5 separate regions of the Mus musculus genome follow, and all the other regions are linked to region 1. A link is a contact called in public Hi-C and promoter capture Hi-C data. All regions are on one chromosome and are shown on one strand. Each heading gives the region's core, a stretch centred on a gene start, on an enhancer-like site or on the middle of the called end of the contact. The rest is flanking DNA. Distances are from core to core; before and after follow the strand shown.

Region 1 (3,847 bases), core at 535-3,034:
AGTGGTCTTAATGGCAGCAATTTGTCACACACGATCCACCTATTTTAGTGATCTGGCCAAGGTGAATGCATGTTCTTTTATCCCAATCATAATTACTAATATTAACTCTCACATGACACAACAGACAGCAAATTATATCTCCCTGCATATATAAGATTTACAGAATAAACAGAAAGGGCTACATTAGAGTTCAAAAGGTCTCAGAAGTGAACTGATGGAGTCTGCATTGATAACTAATCAGGCCAGTGACAGGAGGGAGCTGCTGGAACCAGGATTCAAAAGCAGGAAATGGTGGCTTTAAGTCCAGGTTGGGTCAGGAGAGCAGGGGTAGGGGTAGGCAGCTGAGCAGGCCAGGCAACAGTGGGAAACTGAGGCAAGCTAAGCTCCAGAGAAAGTCAGAGAACCCTCTGCTTATCAGTCTATGATTTAGTCATCGGGTATCAGGCGACAGGATATTGTGGAGGCATACCATCTCAGTGGCAGGCATCCATCACTTTATGGGCTCCTTATGAGGAAGTCATACTCTTGGTCTGGCCTACCTGATAAGTTCTTGGATCTGGTTTCCCCAGTTTGATTTTTTTAGGGGGGGGGGTCGGTTGAGACCGGCTTTTTCTGTGCAGTGCTGGCTGTCCTGGAACTCACTCTGTAGACCAAACTGGCCTTGAACTCACAGAGATTTGCCTGCCTCTGCCTCCCAAGTGCTTGATTAAAGTCTTGTGCCACCACTGCCCAGTGATGTCTGCATTTCAAAGAGAAGACTCTACCTTGAATTGCTGAGTTGTGAAAAGGCAAGGGGTTTATTAAGACATTAGAAGGATTAGCATATGCACAACCATGGTACTGACAGTACTTACATTTTTTTCAGTTAATTTCCACATGCATGAGTGAATGCCAGCAGGGTATTGACCAGCAGACAAACATTAAACCATCAAAGACCTCTCAGAATTCAGACCTTTCTGAGTTTTGAAGTTGTATTGTTTCCCAAACGAGCTAAGTGTGCATAGCATGTTGCTGGAAAGCGCAGCTAGCTCCCAGTCAGTCTACAATCACGAGCATGAACCCTGGTGCTCTGTAGTACATTGTGCAGATAAGCGGCAGCAAGGCCTTTATCAAGAGTAACCCCGCTGTAAACCGAGAAGCATTCATATTTCAATGATCAGGAAAGAGGAGCCAGAAGGAAGCCTCTTTTCTTTGCAACAGGGAAGTAAGTCTCTTATTTTAATTTGTAATTGTCTTAAAAAGTGTTTCTGAGTTGTGCTGTGCTATGACATATATTGTTTTGATATTGTGTTTGTAGAGTATTTCAGAGGTGACATGCATGAAGGTGTTTAGTGTGGAATGGAACTCCTGCCACACAGAGGTTGAGGACACAAAAGGAATCCACAGCCCAAGATCTTCAGCTTCTAACCTTAGTTCCACAAGGCTTTTTCTGTGGCTTCCGAGAATGAGGACTACAATTCCCAGGATGCGCCAGTCTTTCACCAACCAGGAAAATGGATTTCTCTAATGGGCGGGCCCTGGGGAAGGCTGGGTCAGGAGGAAATTTAGCCAATGGATGAACTGTACAGAATCGAAACCTTTTTTGATTGTACCAAAGAGATTGGAATCTTTGGCGCCTTTGTTTTAGTGGAGGGTAGGTGATAGACAGGTAAGTAGACCAATGAGAACGTGGATAGGCGGATCCAGAGCGTGTGGGCGGGAAGAGATGATGACCGGCAGGCTGTTCGTCCAATGAAAGGGACAGACGCTAATACGGTGGGCCGGTGACTGTGTAGAGGCCGGTGTTTGTGGAAGCAGTGTGGGAGATGGCGGAACCACTGAGGGGACGTGGTCCGAGGTCCCGCGGTGGCCGAGGCGCTCGGAGAGCCCGAGGCGCCCGTGGCCGGTGTCCTCGCGCCCGGCAGTCTCCGGCTAGGCTCATTCCAGACACCGTGCTTGTGGACTTGGTCAGTGACAGCGACGAAGAGGTCTTGGAAGTCGCAGACCCAGTAGAGGTGCCGGTCGCCCGCCTCCCCGCGCCGGCTAAACCTGAGCAGGACAGCGACAGTGACAGTGAAGGGGCGGCCGAGGGGCCTGCGGGAGCCCCGCGTACATTGGTGCGACGGCGGCGGCGGCGGCTGCTGGATCCCGGAGAGGCGCCGGTGGTCCCAGTGTACTCCGGGAAGGTGCAGCAAGGTCCCCAAGGAGGGTTGTTGGGGGAGTGCTAAGACTGGCGTGGCGGGTTTGGCTTGGGGCAGTGTGTGTGTGTGATGAATACTTTTAGATTGGAGATACGAGGGGGTCGGTAATGTTAGATGTATGGAGTTATCTGGGATTGTATCTTCGGGTAGAGGGAGGCTGAGAGAGATCGAGGGACGATCGAGGGAAGCTGGCCTTCTAGATGCGCTTCAGGGATTGGAGTCCTTAGAGAAGACAAGTGCTGGAATCGAGGGAAGAGCCATTCTTGTCTTAAGTAGGGTTGGCAGGATGTGAGACCCACCTCCTCTTCCCCCTTTTGTCTTCGTAGGTACAGAGCAGCCTCAACCTCATTCCAGATAATTCATCCCTCTTGAAACTGTGCCCTTCAGAGCCTGAAGATGGTAAGAGTGGGTTTGTCGGGAGTACCCTGCACTGGCTTCTCTGAGACTTCCTAGAGTTTACATCCCTGTAGTCAGTGATATCTCCCCCCCCCCCCCGCGCCCCCCCCTCGCTCCAGCACCCTCCGTCCCCCTGCCCCCACCCCCACCCCTTTTCTCTGTGCTTCAGTGGTATCTAGGGTCTGGAGAATGATGCTCAAGTGTTATCCAGTTGACACACAATTTTGATTCTAAGTGGTATTGGGAAAATGGACTCCTGAGTCTGAGATAGGGGAAAGTTATGGTCCATAAAGATGCTGGTTCATTAATCAGAAGTCACAGGAACCTACTTAATAGCCATGTCCACCCCTTCCCCTCTTCGGGTCCTAACGGGCATATGGATATGTTAGAGTGAAGTTTGAGGTACCTACCCTTGACATTTTGATCTGTGTTATCATAATAGGGGTGAAGGGAGTTCTGAGACTCTGTGACATCTTGTTACACTCCTACAGTGTTCCATTCCTTGGGAACACTTTGGAGCCAGAAGAGTGTTTCTTTGACTTTATCAGAACTGCCCATTCTTTATTCTCTACTGATAAGTTTTTGCAAACCCTTTAATAAGGCCAGTGACTACGAGTCAAGGCTAATAGGGGAGTGATAACAGTCTGCAAAGACCTGGAACTAAGACTCCTTTCTGTTAGGTGAGGGCGTGTGGTAGGCTGATTGAGAACAGGCTCAGGAGTCTTGTGGCCTGTATTTGAATCCTTCATAACTGTGTGACTTTGAGCAAGTTTTCCTCATGAGGAGAATGGGGATAATAGTGGACCTATCTTAAAGATTTTTGGTGAGAACTAAAAGGATTTTGTGTATATTTTATTTGCCACATCCGTGGTTAGGATAGCACCTGGAATGTAGAAGTGTGACATGATAGAAAAGATATCCATGTGCAGGGTATCTTAGGAAGGGTTTTAAAAGTGTAGACTTGGAGTTGGGGCGATGGTTCAGTGGGTAAAAGCACTTGCCACACAAACCTGATACCTAACTACCATATAAGAAGAAGATGGGGTGGCATACACCTGTAATGATGCCACTCATACTGGGTACAGGAGAACACTGCTGGAAGCTCACACACCCAGTGGCAAAAATAACAGGGGAGACACTGACTCAGAAACGGGATAAAAGGAGAGAAAGTTGTCTTCTGCTGCCAACACATATGCTATGGCATGAACAATGCCCCTGCCTCCCTCCCCAGTAAATAAATCTTAAAGAAAAAAAGAAGCAGGCTGTCAGCC
Region 2 (3,645 bases), core at 106-2,605, 1.4 Mb before region 1:
GTCAGCCTTTTAGTGTGTGTCCTGAGCAGAGGGCCACTCCCTCAAGACCTCCCGCCTGCTGGAAGGAGGGACACTGAGGCCCCTCCTCTAACATCCCAAGCCCAGGTTCCTGGAAAAGGCTTCAGATCTGTAGCATTACCTGAGGGAGCTTCAACTCATACCTGTTGTTACCCACACCCCCCATTCCCTCACTGATTTACCTCCAGATTCCAGGGGCATGCACCACACTCTTTCCCCTCTCCCTTCTCTCACGTGGGTACTTAGTCATCCAAACCTTTCAAACCTTGGTACTCTAGCCAGACCCACTCCATTTCTAGTGACCCAGTGTGTGCTCTCCACTTCCCCGGGCTGACACCCCTGAAATGCTTAGTGTCCCCTCTCAGCCCACACACAAGTCCTTGGGGGCTCCAAATTATCCAATAGGATCCCTCAGGCAATCTGGGTAATCTCCCAGACTCCCTAGGATTCTACAAGTTGCCCTAACATCTCAACAAAATTCAAGGTGGGCTCGGCTTTAGGTCTTCCCGCCCCCATTCACATCTTACCAGCCTGCTTTTCATCCCTAATTGTCTGGAATCCCTGGGGCTCTCCTGCCCCTGGAAACCAGATCCTCTGAAATCCCACATGGACTCAGCAAGCCTGGGGGGGTCTCTTCCCAATCAGTCTTAGACCTGCTTCCCCCAGGCTTCTCCCTTTCCAAGGACTTCCAGACCATCCACAGGGTATGGGGCCCTCCAGCACTCCGGGGGAGGGGCCTAGAGGGCGGCGACTGGAGGCGGGGTGGAGGGGGAGGTCTGCAAGGGGCAGCAGGGTCGGGGAAGGAAGGCCACTTCCCTGGGGTTGGAGGTTATAGGAGAGAAGGTTGGAGAAGGAGTTTGGAGCAAAGGGAGGGTGAGGCTGGGGGCGGGGAAGGAAGGGAGAGGCCAGGCTGAGGATGAATGGGAGTGGGAGCTGCCCAGGTCTGGGGGTGAGGAGGAGCCGCATGAACCCACCTCACACGTGTCCCGGGAGCCATCTCTCCCTTCTCGGCAGCTCCCGGCGGGTCGGCGGCCATCGGCGGCGGGGGGGCCGGGCGGCGCGGGGCGCTGAACGCTCAGAACGCCGGGGTCCACGGCCCCCCGAGGGCGCTCGGCCCCTCCCTCCGGCGGAGGCCGGGACAGCAGCGAGTGGAGATGGGGAGCGCCGGGGGCGAGGCCCTCCCACGGGCTGCGGCGCGGCCCTTCCAGGGGGAGGTCCTGCTCTGGGGGGCTCAGTCCCTCAGCCCCCCCAGGCCAACGGGGGCTCCTCGGGCGCAGGGTGCTCAGCTTTTGCCCGGGCCCCACTCAGTCCCGGGTATGAGTCTCAGCTCCCCACCCCCACCTTTCCCCAAAGCCCCCGACCCTTAACTGGCCCCTTCCCAGCTCCAACTGCCCAGGGGTCCAGGGAAAGACCAGGGGCCCCCCACCGTTTCCGGGGTTCAAACCCCGCCCACCGCCGGTTCCCGGGGAGGGGGGGGTCGCTGCAACCTGCCCCCCTCCCCTGGGTCCGCCCCTGTACTGCGGCCCCCTGACCTACAGAGACAGGGCGCGCAGAGGGGGGTGAAGGAAGCTGCTCCGGCCCCGCCCCCCCCAGCCTGCACGCGCCCCCGCCCTCCCCCCTTCAAACGCGCGACCCTCAAGATATAAAGATTTAAATAAAATTTGAATAAATCCACTCCTAAAATGGGAGGGTATAAGGAAAGGATGGGGCAGAGGCAGGAAGGGGGTGGGGGCAGTTGGGATGTCTTAGCACCCCTACTCCCCTAGCCTCGCGCTGCTTCGGCCCTGGGCCCAGGTCGCCGCTCTCATCCCTCCTCAGCTCCTTCCTCCTTCCTCCTCTCCTCCCTCTTCCCTCCCTTCTTCCCACCTCCTCCTCCTTTTTACTCCCTCCTTCTCCCAGAGGAACCCCGCCCCCTTCTCCCTCCTTCCTTCACCACCTTTACTTTCCAGGACGAGCGCGTGCAAAGCACGACGGGAGTTGTAGTTCTCCAAATTCTAGCACTATCGTGGGAAAAGTGGGACACAAGGGCCAGCCGGTACTACAAATACGATGGCGAGAAGGATGCCACGCTGGAAGCCGAGCATGGCGGGAATTATAGTCCAGTTGACCCGAGACTCCCCGTAGCAGGACATAGAGAAGGAGCGGGAAGAATGACTACAAGCAAGATGGCCTTTTCCCCCGACCCGACCTCCTTTCCAGGCACTCACACGCCCTCTGGTCCACAACCCTCCGCGCGTGTGGTACCTGACGGGAGTCGCAGTCCAGCTGCTGCCTTCCCGCTGCCATTTCTACTCATCAGGAACAATGGAAAGGTGAAAAGAAACGAGGACTACAAGCAAGATGGCGATCGAGGGGCGTACACCTAATAAGTCGATCTTATGAAGTGGGATGGGAATAGTAGTTTTCTAGCCTTCCTATGTTCCTTTAAGAATGCCAGAACCGGGAGGATAAAGAGACTACCGTAAAGATGGCAGGATACCTAACCTTTCCTGGCTGCTTCATTCTACCACTTGGAGCTCCTCGCCCGCCTGAACTATCAAAATCCCGCACTCGATGATGCAAAGCCAGACGGGAATTGTAGTCTTCCTCGCTCCCCTCTTTATCTTCTGTCGAGACAATGGAAGTGAGCGGGGCGGGGACTACCACAAAGATGGAGGGTGAAGGAGCACATGATGCTATGGGATTTGTAGTCCAACCGCTAATACTATTCTCGGCGGATGTGTAGGAGAGGACTACTACAGAGATGGCAACCTAGTCGCTTGCCCCTCGGTGCCGGTACCTGGTGGGTTATGTAGTCTCTGCTTTAGTTGTACAGAGAAAGGACGCTACTGTTGAAATATGTATCACCGTGAACACGCCAAATTGCTAGCGGACGGAAACGGAAAGTCTCTTTGCTCTTGGCCTCCTTTTCTAAAGGGCTTGCAGGGAAATGTAGTCCCAAGTTTTCATTCTCCAGTGGCGGAGAATTGATGTCACCTGTGGGAATCAGTGCGGGAGAGAGAAACATCGGAGTGACCTGGGAATATAGAATGTCCGCCTTTTCGGATCGTGAAGATTTCATATTTTAAAAGAACGCAAACCATAACCAATATTGTCGCGACAAGGGAGGCGTGGTTCTCTCCGAAAAGTATACCCACGCTGTTGTTCCTTATAAAGACTGGACGTCTCGCACACGATGCTTCCTATCTTAAACCTTTGCAAATTAATACCTTACACGTGGTGCGAACCAAAGGAAGACGACCTTGGAATATACAAAATCTCCTTTCCACCGTAGGAAGTCATCAGACCTAAGTTTCTTACCCGAAAGGGGTTATGATTAATACTCACCTCCACGCTGAATTAGCGTTAAAAGTATTCAAGAAAGTAACCAGTTCTGGCACGGGGCGTGTGGCTGCAGTTATTTTTTCGAGCTCCCTTTCAGCCCAGCCGTTTTGGAAGCCCAGGAATCCATCATGCCGGACAGTTAGCTTCTGCGAAAAGAAAATTGACGAGTAGGCTACCCCCATCTTAACCCCCACCCCTCCCTCTTCAGTCCTCATCTGAGTCTTCCAACCATCTCTACCCAGCACTCTTCCCAGGGGGCGCCCTCTCTCCTTTTAACAGAGGACGCACACACTGACCAAATTT
Region 3 (3,510 bases), core at 689-3,188, 1.2 Mb before region 1:
AGACCTTAAAAGTCCCCCTGTTTTCCCCTTCCTTATGACCGATATCCCCTCTCCTCTGAAGCCATCACTTGCACCTGCTTGCTTCTCTCCAGCTCTGCAATCGCCACGAGTCCAGGCGTCACCATCACCAGCCCTTCCCTATCTCTACATAAAGGCCAGAAAGAGCTTTTTAAATTTCTAAGTGTTTTAAGTGCCACCACAAGTGTCCTAACACAATTCCCCAACTCACACCAAATGCACAGCAGACTAGAAGGTGGGCTCTGCTTTTACCCTCGTTAACCCAAGCGCAGAGAGTAAGCGCCCTGCTCACAAGCACGCTCCACGTCATGGTACCGCTCTGAAAGCGTCCGCATCATGGCCTAAAGCCCCATTTTCCTCACTTCCTTTCTTGTCTTTCCCCACTCTGTCTATGGTCTAGCCACTGCCTTGAGCCCTGCACTAACTGCCCCCTCTAAATGAGAAGACACCCCCCCCCCCCAGCCTATTCTCACACTTTATGTCTCAGCTCAAGTCCTCGGAGCTGAGAATGTGGCTCTGTAGTAAAGCACTGTCTCTTAGGATGGGGCCCTGAGTTTAATCCCCAGCACCATGAACAACCAAACACCCCTCCCCCAACCCTCCTGTCATTTTCTTAGAAGTCTCCTAAAGCCCCTCCTCTGTGGAGACCCCGTTGATTGAATCCTACTGCCTACTTATTTTTTCCCCTAACGCTCCTTTCGACCTTTATCTTTTTTTCATTATGTAAAGATAGAAACATTTCCAAGACAGAAACTTCCTCAGGGTTCCTGTTCTGTCACTCCCTCACCCGGTGTTCTTGGTGCTTAACACAACATAACCAATACACTATGCTTCTGAAACTAAACCATAAAGCATCTGTGGTGGCGATCACAGTAGCAATCCCTGCTCCCCTCCCCGACAGGGTTTCTCTGTGTAGTCCTGGCTGTCCTTGAACTTCCTCTGTAAACCAGGCTGGTGTCAACTCAACAGAGATTCACCTGCCTCTGCTGGGATCAAAAGCATTCACCACCACCGCCCAGCTCCAAGCATCTTTTCTACAGACCCCTACTTCTCGAACTAGATACCTTTGAAATGCTCACGTGATGGGTATTTTCTACCTTCCCGTTGTCTGGACCACAAACAATTGTTGACAATATAGATGAATAGAGGAAAAAATGCGGGTTAACTCGGAATACTAGCCAAGTCACTAACTGTTTTCCACTGTCCACTTCCTAACTATCCAGTCTTCAGAAGGAAGCCTTATTTCCTGGCTGGGAGCTGACTACACTGGGCCGGTGTATGCTTCAGCTGTGAAGGCTCACCTGCCAATGATGTCCTTAGGGTCGTACTTCTGGTAAAACTCTTTGGCCGCAGCCCAGTCAGGGAGTTCATCCTCCGGCCCCACGTCCAACGTCATTCTGAGGGATGTGGGGGCCTGGGAGGAGGAAACGGAGGGCAGTGAGGGCAAGGAGGCCCACAGGTTCTGAGAGGATGCACATCGTGGCTCCCGGGGGCGCAGCACCTGCGGCTGGGGCGCCAGGGTCCTGGGGGTTGGGGGTGGGGTAGGGGAAGGATCAGGACCGGGGAGACCACAACGAAGGGCCTAGGGGGGAGGGAGGGAAGCAGGGCAGGGAAGAGGATAGGGAAGGGCGGGAGGGGGGAAAGGTGGCTCGGAAGAAGGGGGAAATGGCACAAGTGCGGGCGGCTGTTACCGCGCAAGCGCACTTGGCGTCCACTGGGAGGGGCGCGGGGGTCTCGAGCAGGATGACCCGTGCGAGCGGGGAGGGGGAAGGGAGGGTGGGGGGAGGGGGGTGAGGAGGGAACAGTCTAACCTGCGCAAAGACCCTCAGCTGCTTGGTTTATGTTTGTTCCTTTGCTTTAACCTGTAAGGCTCCCACAGCGACCTAAGGCACCGCCCCCATCATTGCAGCCAATGGCCCCTGCTGTTTGAGAACTAGGGATTAGAAACCCTCCGATTGGAAAATGGCAGTCCAATAGGAAGACGGGATTCCAGGGCGGACAAGGCCGTTGGCGCTAGAAGTCCCCAAAAGGTCTCCACCATGAGGAGGAGCCTGAAAAACAGCCAATCAACATGTAGCACTTGCTTTTCTCTCCTGGTGCTGCTGGTCTGTAAAGAGACACGGAAGTTAGGTTACCGGAAATGTGATGTCTCCGCACTACCTCACCGTGCCCTCGGACAAGGCCCTTTTAGTTTCCTTCTGGAATCCTCATTTATTATAGTAAGAGCCTGTTCCAAAATTCCTTTTTTTGTGGAAACCTGCGTGTAGACAAGTGTGGTCATGCACGCTTAATCCCAGCACTAGGAGGCGAGGCAGGCAGATGGATCTCTTGAGATGGAGGCCAGCATGGTCTACAAAGTGAGTTCCAGGACCGGCAGGGCTGTTTATACAGAGAAACTGTTTTGAGAAACACAACAAAACAAAATGCATATGCAGCTTGGCCGTTTGGTCCTGACTAGAGCTTTCAGGATAGTGTCCATCATCCTGGGGTCACAGACTCCTACCGTCTTGCTCCCAGACCCTCCTGCATTAAGTACACAAGGTTGTTAAGGTCCTGCCTAGAGTAATTCCAAAGCCAGACATATCCTAAAACCAAGGTTCTGGAGTAACAGCAAAGAAAAAAGCAAATCCTCAAGGTTACAGTCCAGCAAAAGAGAAATGATAATTTTTGTTTTTTTAGACGGTGTCTCACTATGTAGCCCTTGTTAGTCAGGGATTCGTTGTGTATCCCAGGCTGGGGTGGAACTCCAAAGATCAGTCAGTTTGAGTGCTGGGATTTAAGGCTCAGGACGCCTAGATTACAGCATGATTTTCTAACAGCTTTTTCTATAAGGAAACCAAGTAATTTAGTGTTTTTGCTTTCTGTCACTGTAGAGCCTTTCCTCATCAAGCTTAACTTTAACAACTTGCAAAAATAGTTTTGAACTTTCCTAAGTAGGTTTGTTGTTGGTACACAGGGGATAATTATTCTGAAATTAGTCAAAATAATGTATTCATATAATTAGGAACCGAAGAGTCTTCCTATGAGAATATGAAATCTGGAACTAGAGGAAGAACTACAGGTAAAATTTGGGCAATGGTGAAAAACAGATTAAAAAATAATTTTATATTTTCCAGTATTGATTTCTAAAAGGACCCCCAAAACAGAAGCTAGTATAAAGTCTAAATGCTGATTTCTCTTGGTTGCAAACAAAGGAACCAGGGATCTTTGGGAAATGACCAAGGACAACAATAATGTGTCAGGAATCACAACCTGAGCCTCCCGATATTCCATTTAACTCACAGACTTTAAGTAGGTGGGGTTTACTGCATGTTCATTATACTTGACTAGAACATATTTTAAAGATGACAGCAGGACTTGGGATAGAGCTTAGCTATTGAATGCTTGCCCAGCAGGAACAAGGCCAAGCAGAACTCCAAGCGCTGAAAAGAGAGAGAGAGAGAGAGAGAGAGAGAGAGAGAGAGAGAGAGATGGGTATAAAAATTGAGAAAG
Region 4 (3,522 bases), core at 77-2,576, 1.3 Mb before region 1:
TTGTTCTGCATATTTGGTCAGGAGGCGGGCAAGGTTGTGTGTCTGGCGGATCTTGGCCTCCAAATGGGGTAGGAATGAGATTGAGGAGTCAGTCTGGTGGTCTTCTGGTGGGAAAGAGAAGGAAGTGAGAGGTTATAAAGGCAACCAAACCCCACTCCTTAACCATCTTTCCCAAGCTGGCTCTCCCTGAACCCAGAGTCTCTGCTCTGGATGCTAATATTCAACCTACGAAGAATCTGCCCCATCCCAGGCACCAGATCTCCACCAAGCAGTTTCTCTACATAGATGTCTCTCCTGTCCTCAGGTCACTATTGAAATACTACTAGGACCAAATTCAAATACCTCCTTCTTAGTGCTGCCTCCAAGTTCTCCCTATTCTCAAATCAATTTCTTCCTTCCACTTTAGGGAATTTGTTCATACTTCCAAAGTAGCTTCTTTTATCCGTGTGAATCTGTCTGATCCTGAGACTCCTCACTCTACATCACCGATACTATCCAGAAACTCTTTAAGGTCAAAGTTCACATATCTTTGGATTTCTCCAACTCTTGTTTGAATTCAGTCAGCATCTCTGAAGCACTGAACGCGCCTTTCCGGCCCCTTGTACAGATAGAGAAACCGAAGACCTATTCCCTTCATGTTGCTCCTATGTGACCTGCTAGGCTCAGCAGCATCAATGAATCAACGACAGGATGGCCTTCCCTGTTTAGAGGGTGGTGCCACGGGAAGCCGACTACATTTCCCAATATGTATGTTGCCGGGACCCCAATGCATGCTGGGGAATGTAGTCCTGACCCGACAATCCCCTCCGTCGGAGTTTCCCACCGCCAGCCGAGATCTCCGAAGCCTGTATTTTGAGCTCTCGTCACTTGTAGCTTCTTCGAAGATCAAAGACTTCCTTAACTCGGCCTCTCCCTCCAGTCTTTCAGCTTTGACTCTTTCCTAATTCTCAAGAAGCACTATTATCCTGTTCCAACCCGACCCCAGCCCCTTTTCAGGGTGTACTCACCCATATATATTCGGTGATCTAACCCCTGAACCCAAGGCCCTGAAGCCTCAATTCCTTGCGCCTGCTCTTTCTCCCAACTCACCCGCTGGTTACCTGACACCGGCGTCTCCTCTCCCCCGCCCAGGCCGTTCCCCTCCCAGACTTGGGGGTGGGGTGGTGCTGACAGACATCCAAACCCCAGCTTTCGATCCCCCCGACTCCTATTCACCAAGGACACAGGATCAAGTCATTCAACCCCTTACCCAGACTTCCCTCCCTCTGGCTCATGCTGGCCCCAGGCTTATCCAGGTTCCCTCAACACACCCCTCCGGGGGAGGAGGAGGGGAGGGGGAAAAAGGGGGAAAGGGCTAGGGGCGTGGCTCGGGCTCGGCCAATCATAGTTCAGACCCCAAATATTTCCTTCCCACCATTACTTTCAGTCAAAATTCCTTGGCCCAGAGCTCAGTAACCGGCTTGTGAGCTTAGACTGGGAAGGGGCCAGAATTGGGAGGCAGGTGTTGGCACAGTGAATGGGAACTTGGGCCTTTAAGGCAGTTCTGTGTCCTGTTGGGAGGAGACTCAGGCTCAGACCTGAGGTAGAGCCTGTTTATTGGCTGCTTTGGAGGGAAAAGCTGGGAAACCTGAGAGGAAAGGTGCAAGGCTGGCAGGAGAAGAATGCAGGCAGGACTTCCTTTTTGGGGAAGACAAAGAGAGGCCAGGGAAGCCTTGTTTAGATTAGGGTCCACCTAAGGCACGCACCCCCTGGTCTAGTTATCTTAAATGCCTTCTAATTTCTCTGTCACACTGATCAGAAGTGAGACTGTTCCTCACCTTACCGTTAGAGACCCTCGCACGCACACATCTGTGTGTGTACTAAGGCATTCAGACCCAGCCTTCTACACAGGCAAGCACGAGCTTCAGGGAGGTCACACCCGAACAGCAACTCATTAACGTTGGGGTAGACACGGAAAGGACTGGACACACTTGCCTCTATAATTGGTTCCCAAGCACCTACTCTTGTCTTTGGCTCTGGCACAGAGAGGACCCAGATGATGAGGCGTCAGATGAAGGAGTATAGGCATATATTTTTTTTCTTTTTGCAACCTACTTTTAATAAACGTTTAACCTCTCCTCTTGCCCACCACCCATGAGAGGCAGTGGAAGAGAAAAGTTGTTAGAATATGGGGGAGGTGGACCTTCTCAGCAATAGTTCTTTGGGGGGCAAGCTTGGTCTCCTTTGTCAGCAGTTCAGTCCCATAGCAAACACCAAACACTCAGCAGCTACAGTCCAGTCCTCTAGGCAGGCAGACGCCATGCACAAACCAGCAGCTGTAGTTTAATCCTGAAGAAACTGCAAGGCTCACCAACTGGCCCAAGGCCACTGAAGCAGCAGCTGCCACAGGAACCTCAGGAGCAGCTCTTGGCTGGGTTTCTCTCAATGGTGGTGTAACCACAAGTTGAGCTCAACAACAGTATGTAAGGTGAACCAATACACTCGTGTTCTTAGGGAAGTACAGCAAGGCGGAGCAAACCACACCAATGCTCAGTGTCCCACTGACCCTGGGGTCACATTTCTACTCCTTCATCATGGGACCTTTCACCTGTGTCTGCTTCAGGACAACATTCTTTCATGTGTCTGCTTAACAAGACATCCTTTCACCTGTGTGCCCCAGCAAACTATCATTTGATATAACTGACTTTCCAAACCAGAAGTTTCCACTTGAGTGGAGCTTGTGAGAAAGGAAACTGGAAAAGCCTGCGTGAGAGGGTTAACACAAGCAGACTGTCAGAACAAAGTTCACTGGCAGAGCACACCATAGGTGAATGGTGAGGCCACAATGTCAGCAGTGGCCACACACACACACTAACCAGCAGTATGTATTGGGTATTCATGTGTGCCAAGCACTATCCTGAATGCTTGTATATACACATTAACTCATTCCATAATAGAGGAGGCAATGAGACAAATGACTTGCCCACGGTCACGCAGGTGTGACAAGCAGAGATTTTACTTCTTACCGTTTGGAAACGCTGCCAGTCATGGTGGACATGGTCACACCAAAACGTCACAGACACCCCTCACACACATAGCACAGCAGACTCGTCCTATCTAGTGACAGCGCAGCTTCAAATAAAAATCATGCGAGACACTCTCATCTTCTTCCCTTTCATTTGAGTGTGTGTCGGGGCCATGTGTGCGTCTGAGTGGGTGCTGGAGGAGACAAGAAGGCATGGACTCCCCTGGAGGGGATTTACAGGCAGTGCGACATGGGTGCTGGGAACCAAACTACTATTCTCTGGGAAAGCAGTAAGAGCTTTTAACCAGGAAGCCACGTCGTCGTCTCCAGCCCCCGCTTTCTTTCTTTCTTCTTGAGATTGGGTCTTACTATGTATCTCATTATTGGACCAGGCTGACCTCAAACATGTAGAGATCTGTCTGCCTCTGCCTCCTGGGTGCTGGGATTAAAGTGTGAGCCACCACATCTGGCCTTTTTTCTTTTAAAGGAAAAACCAAAACGTCTCTCATTTATTTTGC
Region 5 (3,466 bases), core at 113-2,612, 1.5 Mb before region 1:
CGGAAGCCCTTGATGCGGTGAGCAATCCTCACTGGTAACTCTTGCTGCAAGTAGCGGCCACTTTTCTGTAAGAAAAAGAGGGAAGGGCTTAAGCAGCTGGCTAGAAAGAACCCCTGGGGCAGAGAAGGAAAGAGAGAACCTTACCAGAAGGTGGCTGCCATCCTGTGAGCGACCGGAATAGAGCATCATGGTGGGAGTGAGGCGAACTGAGGGCTAAAAGGGAAGACGCACTTTGAGCACCAGATATTCAAAACCAGGCCAACCCATTTTAGCTCAGCCCTTCCCCATAAGACTTATTCTGTGAGTCACCTTCTCTGCTGCCACATCAATGGCTGACTGGTTGTAAAAAGAGGTGACAGTCTTGGAGCGTTCCCTGGCCAGCTCTACATGGTGTGTATCGGTGGCTGATGTTGAGCGAGCCCGGAGTGACAGTGAGGACCCCAAGAGGGGCCAAAGTGAAGACCAGCTCCGAGGGCCGCTGCCCAGCACTGAAGTCAGTATCATTGTCCTGCTACTTTGTTGAACTAGGGTGACACTATAGCACCCGACAGGCAATGGTGACCCCAAAGTGGGAGTAAAGAGAAAGTGGGTGGGCGGGATTTTCTCCGGATTTCAGGGTTGTGGTTCCCTCGAGGATGCAGACGTGCTCAGCGCCCGCACAGCAGCTTCCATCTATTGGAGTGGTGGAAAGAGATTTTAAGGATCCGAATCCAGATGGTTTGCACTACTTCTCCACGTGCACACCAGTGGATCTGGACAATCCTGTCCAGCCCTCACAACCACCACCTCCCGCGATACAATCAGGCTGAGGTTGGACAACACATTCCAGGTGTTCTACTCTTCTATGTAGAACAACCTAAAGGCTTGTGTGCACACTCGGGGAAGCGGGTGGGGCAATCTCCAGTTCATTCTACCCATAAAACCTCTCCCCAGCTTCCTCAGGTTCTGGACAGCCCCATTTAGGGGCTGGATTTGACCCCCTACTCGGTGTTAGGGGACTTAAGTCTTTTAAGACTGGCCTGCGTCCCTGCAACAAGAATAGCGCACAGAAGAACAGGGTTCATGCAGCAAAACTGCGGTCCCAGAGTTCCCCACTGGAGCTCCCCCCTCTGCTGGGTCACTTAGTCTGGGCAGGGTCCCCCCCATATGGTAGATGCCAGCCTCGGCCCATGCGCATTGCTGTCAGAGGTGGACGCTGAGGAGCTATGCTGCCGAGCGTCCGCCGGAGGGGGTCTGTGTGAGTTACTGTGAGTTATTCCACTTACCGCGAGGCCAGACGCTGGGCCCGGGTTCGAGCGGAACCGCGGGAGCAGTCGACCCGCTCGGCTAGCCGAGCCCGCCTTCGCCCTCCCCGGCTGTAACATCGCGCGGGCTGTGTTTGCCCAGTGCCTCCTGGGAGTTGTAGTTTGACCACAAGAATTTATGAGGGCTCCTGTCTTCCTGCCCTGTTCTCCCTTAAGCCTTCAAATGAGTAGCATTGGTTCCAAAGTTATCAGTAGTTTATCATCGACTCGGTCTTCCACTGTATAAAATAAGCTCCCGGGGCTGGTGAGATGGCTCAGTGGGTAAGAGCACCCGACTGCTCTTCCAAAGGTCCAGAGTTCAAATCCCAGCAACCACATGGTGGCTTACAACCATCCGTAACAAGATCTGACTCCCTCTTCTGGTGTGTCTGAAGACAGCTACAGTGTATTTATATATAATAAATAAATAAATAAATAAATAAATAAATAAATAAAATAAGCTCCCCTGTAGCAAAATGCTAGAGAGCACCAAAAATCCTTAAATGTGTTCAAAATAGCCGGGCGTGGTGGCACACCTTTAATCCCAGCACTTGGGAGGCAGAGGCAGGCAGATTTCTGAGTTCGAGGCCAGCCTGGTCTACAAAGTGAGTTCAAGGACAGCCAGGGCTATACAGAGAAACCCTGTCTCGAAAAACAAAACAAACAAACAAAAAAAGACCCTGCCTGCTTTTTAAGGTCTCATCTTTCAAGCTCCTAGCCCATTCACAGTCGGTCTGGTTCAAACTCTATCTCAGCTCCCTTACACCCGAGGAAAGTCAGCCAATTTCTCAGTGCTCTAATTATGGTATTGGCAAAATGAGGATGTATTAATCTTCGAACTCCGTAGACTATGCAAATTTACCTATTCAAAATGCCTGGAACAGTGTTGGGTGTGGAATTGGCGTGAGTGTTACTATTTCTACCTGTCTGCAAATTAATATGATTAGGTGACAGGAGAGGTAGGGTGTTTCAAATAAAGAGGCATCTCCTCCGAGGAAGAAGACAGTTTGAGCCTGAGAGCTGTGCTAGGGGCCCTCACAGAAGATTGGGGGAGAGCCAGGTGCAGGGTGTGTACAGGTACAGGAAGAGTGGAGCATGGCCTGGTGAGGAGGATGCATGGCGAGGTTACAGAACAGCCTGCATGATCTGCCAGGATGACCAGAGCAGTATGGAATTCGGGAGGGAAGGGATTCACGGAGTGGCCAACAGCTCCTGAATGTAGTCTGTTATTTGTGCTGTGGAATTAAAAACCACCGTTTTGGTTTGGTTTGGTTTTGGTTGGTGTTTTGAGACTCAAATAAGTGCATTTCACTATGGTAGACAGACTGGCCCTACAACTCTCCTGCCTCAGCCCAGCAATCTGATCCTTCCTACTTCAGTCTCAGTTTACTGGCAAGTGCCACCACATGTAAATTCACTATAGGTTTTATCCTTCGCCTTAGACCCCTCTGGCTGTAGCGATTGAGAAGATGGACCAAATAGCAAAAAGATCAGAGAAGACAATTAAGCAGAAAGATGATCAGAGGAGATTTTTCAGAGTGTATGTAGTGATTTCTTTTCTTCTTCTTTTTAAAAAAAGATTTATTTTGTTTATTTATTTATTTATTTATTTAATGTGAGTACACTGTTCCTGTCTTCAGGAGGATTTGGGGGATATAGCGATATTAGAGTACTTATAGCAAGCAGAAACCCTAGGTTTAAAGTGTGTGTATGTGTGTGTGAGAGAGAGACAGAGACAGACCCCAAAAGAAGGCATTGGATTATTAGATTAGGGGTATGTAATAAAACAAGGTGCACACACATATTTTTGTTGTTTTGCTCTTATATTATGTGTATGGGTGTTTGTTTGCATACCTGTCTGTGTACCATGTATATACAGTGCCCTCAGCAGCCAAAAGCAGGTGTCAGATGCCCTGGAGAGCCACCTCCACAACTCTGGCAGTGGCAGGTGGATTTCCAGGTTTGAGGCCCACCTGGTCTACAAAGAGTTCCAGGATGGCCAAGGCTACACAGAGAAACCCTGTCTCAAAAAAACAGAAAGCAGAGGGACAGAGAAGTGCTATCACCCAAACTATCTATACAGATAGAAGACATGGATAGGCAAAGAGAGAGAGAGAGAGAGAGAGAGAGAGAGAGAGAGAGAGAGAGAGAGAGAGAGAGAGATCTTAGGCTATCTCTGCTGC

What was found. Hi-C and Micro-C count contacts between places; a contact is called where the count stands out from the background. Capture Hi-C pulls out chosen DNA fragments and counts their contacts.
Region 2: a contact with region 1 is called in a promoter capture Hi-C map of adipose tissue. The contact joins the promoter of Fbxl19 here to the promoter of Nfatc2ip in region 1. A contact is called at or near these places in 2 of 39 promoter capture datasets (hippocampal neurons and neutrophils) and 2 of 9 other capture datasets (adipose tissue and liver).
Region 3: a contact with region 1 is called in a Hi-C map of B cells, with 8 read pairs. The contact joins the promoter of Phkg2 here to the promoter of Nfatc2ip in region 1. A contact is called at or near these places in 4 of 39 promoter capture datasets (hippocampal neurons, liver and pre-B cells), 1 of 484 Hi-C or Micro-C datasets (B cells), 1 of 115 datasets of contacts at active chromatin or transcription factors (microglia) and 1 of 9 other capture datasets (liver).
Region 4: a promoter capture Hi-C map of liver shows a contact between it and region 1, with 2.9 times the contacts expected there. The contact joins the promoter of Ctf1 here to the promoter of Nfatc2ip in region 1. A contact is called at or near these places in 1 of 39 promoter capture datasets (liver) and 3 of 9 other capture datasets (adipose tissue, liver and pancreatic islet).
Region 5: a contact with region 1 is called in a promoter capture Hi-C map of adipose tissue, with 2.6 times the contacts expected there. The contact joins the promoter of Bckdk here to the promoter of Nfatc2ip in region 1. A contact is called at or near these places in 4 of 39 promoter capture datasets (erythroid cells, liver, neutrophils and 1 more), 1 of 115 datasets of contacts at active chromatin or transcription factors (astrocytes) and 1 of 9 other capture datasets (adipose tissue).

Annotation. Positions count from the first base shown.
Region 1 is chr7:126,394,674-126,398,520 of GRCm38.p6, reverse strand. It overlaps Nfatc2ip (nuclear factor of activated T cells, cytoplasmic, calcineurin dependent 2 interacting protein), which reads left to right and starts at 1,784. Exons shown (of 8, transcript NM_010900.3): 1 at 1,784-2,165; 2 at 2,507-2,579. The coding sequence starts at 1,806.
Region 2 is chr7:127,744,485-127,748,129 of GRCm38.p6, reverse strand. It overlaps Fbxl19 (F-box and leucine-rich repeat protein 19), which reads right to left and starts at 1,355. Exons shown (of 11, transcript NM_172748.2): 1 at 993-1,355.
Region 3 is chr7:127,571,776-127,575,285 of GRCm38.p6, reverse strand. It overlaps Phkg2 (phosphorylase kinase, gamma 2 (testis)), which reads right to left and starts at 1,938. Exons shown (of 10, transcript NM_026888.3): 1 at 1,830-1,938; 2 at 1,320-1,432. The coding sequence starts at 1,414.
Region 4 is chr7:127,710,507-127,714,028 of GRCm38.p6, reverse strand. Ctf1 (cardiotrophin 1) reads right to left here and starts at 1,326. Exons shown (of 3, transcript NM_007795.2): 1 at 1,250-1,326; 2 at 1-104. The coding sequence starts at 1,274.
Region 5 is chr7:127,901,969-127,905,434 of GRCm38.p6, reverse strand. It overlaps Bckdk (branched chain ketoacid dehydrogenase kinase), which reads right to left and starts at 1,362. Exons shown (of 12, transcript NM_009739.3): 1 at 1,266-1,362; 2 at 310-672; 3 at 145-213; 4 at 1-65. The coding sequence starts at 504.